Linked DNA regions of Mus musculus: region 2 is linked to region 1. The links are chromatin contacts, called in public HiChIP or PLAC-seq maps. All regions are on one chromosome and are shown on one strand. Each heading gives the region's core, a stretch centred on a gene start, on an enhancer-like site or on the middle of the called end of the contact. The rest is flanking DNA. Distances are from core to core; before and after follow the strand shown. Region 1 overlaps Nme7 (NME/NM23 family member 7). Region 2 has its middle 30 kb from the start of 4930568G15Rik.

Evidence for each region. HiChIP or PLAC-seq counts read pairs in DNA pulled down with a chosen protein or histone mark.
Region 2: a contact with region 1 is called in an H3K27ac HiChIP or PLAC-seq map of hepatocytes, with 6 times the contacts expected there. The contact joins two enhancer-like sites. A contact is called at or near these places in 3 of 15 datasets of contacts at CTCF or cohesin (the NIH/3T3 cell line, large pre-B cells and pro-B cells), 3 of 484 Hi-C or Micro-C datasets (bone marrow-derived macrophages, cortical neurons and liver) and 6 of 115 datasets of contacts at active chromatin or transcription factors (embryonic basal ganglia, embryonic fibroblasts, embryonic hindbrain and 3 more).

The regions. Positions count from the first base shown.
Region 1 is chr1:164,413,574-164,417,386 of GRCm38.p6, reverse strand. The region is part of intron 13 of Nme7 (NME/NM23 family member 7); the gene reads right to left. Among named protein-coding and RNA genes, the nearest start is that of Gm39690, 3.1 kb to the left of the region's middle. Within about 2 kb of position 1,811, at least 22 of the 459 cell types and tissues checked have an H3K27ac peak or open chromatin away from gene starts, as enhancers often do. A contact at or near this core is called in hepatocytes and liver, where this site is marked.
Region 2 is chr1:165,119,609-165,123,421 of GRCm38.p6, reverse strand. No RefSeq gene overlaps it. Among named protein-coding and RNA genes, the nearest start is that of 4930568G15Rik, 30 kb to the right of the region's middle. Within about 2 kb of position 2,146, at least 22 of the 459 cell types and tissues checked have an H3K27ac peak or open chromatin away from gene starts, as enhancers often do. A contact at or near this core is called in hepatocytes and liver, where this site is marked.

The DNA of each region.
Region 1 (3,813 bases), core at 562-3,061:
GAGCATCCTCTTCGGATCCTGTGCCTGGGATCCTTATGCCCTCTGGCCTCCCTCCTACTTTAGACCTCAATGAAGGCCACAGTGCATAAGAAGATTCGCGTTCTAACTTTTACTTTACCAATTCAAGACTTTCAACTTTTGCCTTTGAACTCGAGTTCAGACCTCACAACTATGAAAAGCTCAGCTAAGCACTCCCGTGCACGCACAGACTTCGGACTTGCTCAGAAAGGCTCACTGTGCACTCTTCCCGGCATAGCCACAGTAAGATAAGGAGTTTCATTTTCCTAGGAATTCAGTTTTCAGGCTTCAAGTTGTAGTGAGCCAATGTTTGATTACAGAGTGCACACAACACTCATACCAGTAAAAGAATAAAGTATATTTATGGTTAGAACTAAAGAAAGAAAAAAAATGGAGTGTGGAGTGATGGAAAAATCCAGGGCTTCTGATTAGAGACTCTTCAGCATGTCCAGCCACGTGACCTTAGGCTAGCTACTTCCTTCACCGGGCCGCACTCTCCTCACAGACAAAAACAACAAGGATAGACTCAGGTTTGATTTGCTCCAAAGTAAGATCCAGAAATGTTTGGGGTTCAGGGAGGGAGTCTCAAATGTTGTCACCTCGTGGCATACCTTGTTCACTCCTCAGGGAACTTCCCTGCTCTAGGGCTTGGTGTTTAGCCAGGGTCCTCAATAAAATAGTCAGTGAATGGGGTAGTGATTTTTGTTTTTGCAAAGGAAATCTTCCTGGTGATTTTAATTTGTTGAATTAGCACAGTTCAATGCACCACATTTCCTGAGATTCGAAACAGGGCCATGGTAATGTTCTACTTCATCTTACCTATGGAAAACTATGGCATTGGCCCCTTAGGACTTTTCACTGCAAATATTCTTAATAGTTTTTGGATTGCGGGTCAGGCTGAGTTCTAATAAAAGCTATGAATCATTTTCATAAGACGGTGAATATGTGCACCACTTTCAAAAGAGTGTAGAGGAGTTAGCTCTGAGTCTAAATGTATGAATAAATCTAAAACTCCCAAACGTGAGAGGAAACAAGCTCATAGCTCGAGCCTTAGCCACCTCCCCTGTTGCCTGCCCTTCCTCTAGTATTTTAGAGTCTGATCCATGGAATCCATGGCTTTCTTTAGCATGCACATCATTTCCTCTGCTAGAATAATGGGATCCTTTTGTTTTTGTTTTTTCTTAAATCCAGTCTATAATACTCAGAGCAAACCTTTATCCTCCAAGAATATCACCTGACTTTCATGTTAGGAAAAGGCTAAATTTTTTTAAGATGCCATGACACTTGCGAAGGATCTCAGCATTTACTGTGTGAGGGGAAAATGACCCATTTCAATGACAATCTTTCCTACAGACCATTAAAGTCACTGGGAGTGGAAACTGCCTTACTCAGCCCTAGACAGGGTGGCCGTAGTAAACATATAAAACGGCGAAAAGGGGCAAAGTATATAATGTAGAAGATCTAAGGGGACATATGGCTAACACCCTTCAGCTAAGAAAACAGATCTATCAGCCAGTGAATATGTCTGCAAAGGCTATTCAAAACAGCCGTGTCACCAGGTCACTGAGCTCCTGGGAAAATGGCAACCAAGTACTGAATGCCGAGCTAGCAATGCTGGTGTTGCTATTGCTACAGAAAAGTTATCACACAGGCAACGGAGCAAAAGATTCTTTATTAAAACAACTTGAAGGCAAGCTCAGAAATCTACCAGCACAAGGGCATCAAGGAGAGCCCCACCATGCTCCCTGTGTGTGGCATTTCGTAACCCTTTGCTGTGTGACTTGTAAGCAGCAGATCTTAGCTCTCAGGTACTGATTATACAGTAACCATGGAGTTAATGTGCAACAGGTGAAGGGGAGGACTTTGCTCAGAGTTTTGGACAACTGATATTCTAAGCAAAGAAATGATTTTGTGGCTTTAAACCTGCAGGAGTGATTCATTTACTCAGTGGATTAGGCAATTTGCAGTTGTATAGAAGATGCTAATAGGGCAGATGTTTTATCACCTGCACACCACTATTATATAACAGTCTGAGCACGTGTAATGGGTTTTCACTGTGTACTTGATGCAATTTGATGAGAGGGTTAGTCCATACATTTGTTCTCACCACATTTGTTCTCACGCACTCTTCTTTCCTGCGCTAGATTCTTTTATTGTTGGAGGTAGCGACTGTAGCCCAGGAAATGGTACAGTAGAGGCAGTGAAAGAAATATCAAAAACTTCATTGAAAGAATGCTCTTAACAGTTTTTTATTTTTTTTTTTTAAACTTCACGTGCATTGGTGTTTTGCCTGAATGCATGTCTCTGTGAGGGAGTTGGATTCTCTAGAACTGGAGTTTCAGACAGCTGTGAGCTGCAATGTGGGTTCTGGAATTGAATCAGGTCCTCTGGAAGAGTAACCAGTACCCTCAATGACAGGGTCATTTCTCCAGTCCTTAGGAGTACCCACTGAGAGTCCATATGCAGCTTTCTTCCAGGGCACTATAGTGATGGGAAGTTCCATGGATAGAGTAAACTGTGTCCAATATATAAAATGACCGCCCAAAAGAAGACTGAAGAGCCATTGAACCAGAATGTCTACCTCAAGTTAAAATGAATTGAAAAACAAAACTATAGAATGCTATAGATATCTACCTATATATCTCTGAATTTTTAAAACTTCAAGAAAGAATAATGGTATCTAACACACAGTGCACACTGAGCTAAGTAAGACAAAGCTGAAATGTGAGTGCAGGAGCCCCGGGGAGAGCTGAAGAGCATGCAGACAGAATGTTTAATATTATTGCAGGCTGTGAACTTTACATTACTCTCCCTCAAATGCTTTACAAATTTGTATTTTTCAAGAATCAGTCATAATGCCAGGCGGTGGTGGCACATGCCTAAATCCTGTCTCAAAAAAACCAAAACCAACCAAACAAACAAACAAAAAGAATCAGTCATAATGTCTAAGGCAGGCTTTCTGATATTTTTTTTTTCTTTTTTTGGTTTTTTCAAGACAGGGTTTCTCTGTGTAGCCCTGGCTATCCTGGAACTCACTCTGTAGACCAGGCTGGCCTCAAACTCAGAAATCTGACTGCCTCTGCCTCCCGAGTGCTGGGATTAAAGATGTGTGCCACCACCGCCCAGCTGCTTTCTGATATTTTATTTTATCTACACTATAAAATGAAAGCTTTGATGCATCCATGATTTGGGGCCACAGAGGCATTCTTCATGAATTAAGGAAAAATGAGCGTGCTTATCTCTAACTGTACATTGACTCACTAGGACTACAGCGAAACCCTTTGGAGGACTGCACAGCAACCCTGCAGTGATTGACGCACTAAGGACAGACCACAATGCACACCCTGTCTGGTTACCTCTAGCTCCTTCCCACGAAACAGCGTCAAACCCAAGAAGAATTATCTTTATCTCTACAACCATTTGTCAATAATTCTATTACTGAGAATTAGGTGCTAAGTTCCTGGGCTACAGGGAAGCACGTGGTGCCTGCTCTCCAAGAGCTCTACACTGAAGAGAAACAGCATAGGGTGAACAGTGCTACTCCCGAATGTCAAGTGCTGCAGGAGAGGTACGGACAGGATGTGGTTTTGTTCATCAAACAGGAGCATTGAGAAATGTGCACTCACTTAACAAATAGCGACGACGTTCTCCTCACAGGTAAGCGGAGTGAACTTCAAATGATCCTTTCTCACTCCAGAGAGGCACAAGAGCTGCAGGGCTCTTGCTCATGGCGGCACAGTAGCCGATAACTGAGGGATTATAAACTAAGTAATTTTGTAATTTTCATTTAAAATA
Region 2 (3,813 bases), core at 897-3,396, 710 kb before region 1:
TAGTTGACTATGGTAATACATACCCGCGCAAAAGTGAAACCTGGGGTTCAGTAGGTTGGCTGACTCCAGGCTTCTCAGTTCCTACAGAAGCAAACTGAAGCCTCCTGTGAATAGGAATAAGTAAGACTTTAAGTCGCTTGTGGATGGTGGGATGGCTCAGTGGGTAAATGCAAGTCTGAAGAGCTCAATTCCCAGAGCCCTCCCAAAAATGGGAGGAAGGAACTGACTTCACAGATTAGCCCTCTGATTCTCATACTCACTGTGGTACATCACACACACACACACACACACACACACACACACAATCACACAAACAAATTATACACATACCACATATAGCATACCACACACACACATCACCCCTACACATATCACACTCATCACACACATTACACACACATCACACAGACACACATCACCCCCCCACATATCATACACACGTCACAAATAACACATTATATACACGTACATACACACACACCAATAAATAAAAAGGCTAAAAAAAGCCCCCCCCCACTTCTAAGTTGGCTTTTTCCACTTTAATCAGTCAAATGTGTTTTTTTCTGTCTTGTGTCTGTGCCCTGCCTGTCGAGGCCAGCTGCCAAGACTGTGGCAGCAGAGCGCTCTAGACTTCTGATAGTCAGTACAGCCGCTCTCACGAAGCCTTCCTTAGCTAAATAAAATTAGGTAAGTTTGTTTTATCTTGAGTTTTTCTTCTAATTGCTTCAGAGTTATTCCTATCCAGGGCTGGGGACATAGCTCAGTTGGTAGGGTGCTTGCCTAGCGCACCCTGGCTTCTCTCTCCAGCCATTACAGAAACCCTTCAGTAGGGGCACATGTTTGTGGAGGGAGGAGGATCAGAAGTTCAAGGTTACCTTTGGCTACCTAGTGAGTTCAAAGTTAGCTTGGGTTACCCTGTCTCAAGCAAAGCCAAAGCAATTATTGCACGATAACCTTCTACATGGTGAGCACATGTCTTCAGTTTCCCACGAGTCTTCATTCTTCTTTGCTGGGTGTCGTAGTTAGCTCTGCCATTTCGACAACCTATAATCAACTGGGAAGAGTATGTCAACGGGAGGTTATTTACCATGGCTTGGCCAGTGGTGTATCTGTGAGGGACCTGTCTTATGTAACTTAATTGATGTGGAACTCTCAGCTCACTGTGGGCGGCACCATGTCTTAGGCAGGAGCCCTAAACTGTTTCCGAGTGGAGCTCTTGGGGCTGGGAAGATTGCCCAGTGGTTAACAACAAAGGAGTGGAGTTTAGATCCCAGCATCCATACCAGGTTGGCTCACACCTGCCTGCAACTCCAGCTACCCGGGGTACAGTGGCCTCCGGGAGCCTTTGTTCTCCAGGGAACATACTCTCCTGCCAAATACACATACCCAAGCCAACCTTGACCGAAGAGTGGCTAAATCATGCTGCGCCTAGCGAGGGATCATGCACACATTTCTTTTTCTCAGTTGTTGGTTGTGACTGTGATGTGACTGGGAGTTTGAACAGAAAGAAACCCTTTCCCAGCTGAACTGCTCTCTGTCAGTCTGCTTTTGTCACAGCACCAGAAATGAAGCCAGGGCATTCAGCGTCCTCAGAGTCTCTCCTGTGACACAATTTCCAGGGTTCCAGTCAACGTGGGTCCTCCCTTTTCTCTGTGCTGGTCCAGGGCTGAGTGTTGCTTGCAGACATGTTTCTTCTGTGGTTGTACTCAGTAGAACATCTACCACCATCTACAAATCTGTGAAGTCAGTTCCTTCCTCCCATTTTTAGGAGGGTTCTGGGAATTGAACTCAGATCATCAGACTTGCATTTACCCACTGAGCCATCCCACCATCCACATCTATCTCCTCCAGACACTAAGCTTTGATATTTTTGGGTGCCATTTAAGTGGACACCTCACATCCCCTCTCTGTGTGTGGTCAACCTAAACAAGACTTTCTCCAGGACTTGACTCTTAGATTCCCTGGGATAAATCTGTGGAAAAAATTTTTGAATGAAATTCTACCACATGGTACTTTATTAAACTGTAACAGCATATACCACAGCGAATATGAGAAGCCCAACTCAGTATCTTCTTACACATTAACAGAAGCACAGGCCACAGGGAAGTTCCAAGAGCAGTCCGGGCCAAAAATTACTTTCTCAAAAAAGGGAATCGGTTTATTCATTAACTCCCGGTTCGTGGTAAACCAAATTGATCCAACGTCCTGCCCCCTATCCTTCTGAGGAATGGAAGTTCATAGCTTGGTTATTAAAAGTCTGGGGGAGGTCTTGTGCGAATGTCCCTAAGCTGGGGCTCTGTGTCACAGAGGACAGCCAGTAATCCTCGGACTAATTTTCAGCGAAATCATCATCATCGTCATCGTCATCGTCATCACCATCACCAATTTCTTATTCGTGTTTGCTTTTAGGTGGTTGAGGGGGTTCTCTCCAGGCCCTCGACGGGGAAAAGTCGGGCACGGAGTCTTCGCGGTGTGCATGTCAGGGCTCGAGTGGAGACCTCTTTCTCTCCCTCTACAGCTTAGGTTTTGGAGCCGTTTGCTTTCCGCGGGAGACTGTAGGGCCTGAGAAAAAGCACACTATCTGTTCCGTGCCTCTTCCTCCCCGACGTAGTGGTCAGGGAGGGCGCCCTGTGAGGAAGCGGGTACTAGGTTTACGTGATCTAGGTAGGATCCTCTAAGATCTGCTGAACCTGGCCTGCCCTGGTGATGGGTAGCTGGGAAGGCATTAGACCCAGCTGTAAATGTGTAATTCTCACCCTTGAACCAGAGCCAACCATGTTCCTCAGAACTCTGCACAAAATCATCTATGCCCACCGCATTGCCCGCTAAGCTACCGCAGTTGCAGCCTCTAAACCGATACACACTCGCCGCCACGAGGGGGCAGCAAAAGCCCGGCTCGCCAACATCCCGCATTGCGTAAAGGCCTCCTGCTGCAGAACTTAAAAAAAAAAAAAAAAAAAAAAAAAAAAAAAAAGATAGAAAGAAAAGTGATGCAGCATAATTTTCCTTTTTAGAGAAATCACCATCCATATAAGGCTCGCAGCTTTAAGGTTGTGGAGTTAACTGGTACAGCCTGGATGAGAACTGTGTTCTGGTTTAGGTTAGGTTAAAAACAAAACAAACAAACAAACAAACAAAAAAAAAACCAAAAAACCAATAAACAGATCCCCAAAGCAAACCACCACTTCTGTATGAAGCATCTTTGGGGAGACTGTTAATTCAGTAATGGACCAGGTGCTTTACTGCTGACAATTCAGTATAGGAAAGACATGCCAGAAGCCCAGGGTGTGGCTTTCAGAGCCCCTCTCTGCCTTCTTGGCAGGGAAGAACATGAAGACTCGGCTTTGGAATTTGGAATTTGGGAGTTCTTGCCGAGACTAAGTGAATCCCAGGCAGGTGTCAGGACGAGGGGGTGGAGCAGTATTCTAATCCAGGATGAGAGGTTCTGGGGCCCCTCTGCTCCTTGGGGAGGTGGTGGGTTGAACGGATGCAAACGCCATACATAATAGCCCTGTTGCACGGCTGCCTCCCAGAGGGAGAAGAAAGGATTGGGACACAGGAAGTACAAGTCTGCTAAGGCTCTGGAAATCTGGGGTCGGCGTCCAGAGACAAAGCGGCACAGACCACCAAGTCCTTAGAAGTTGGGAGCTCCACCCTATTCATTCCCATCCCATATCATCCTTACCTCCCCCCCTCGCCCCGCCCCCACCATCCCTGCTTCCTCCCTGTATAAGCTGCTATTCCAGCAAGATTAAAAAACAAACACAAACCAAAACCCTGGTGTCAAAGTCTTTTAAGAAGCCAGGCCATGCC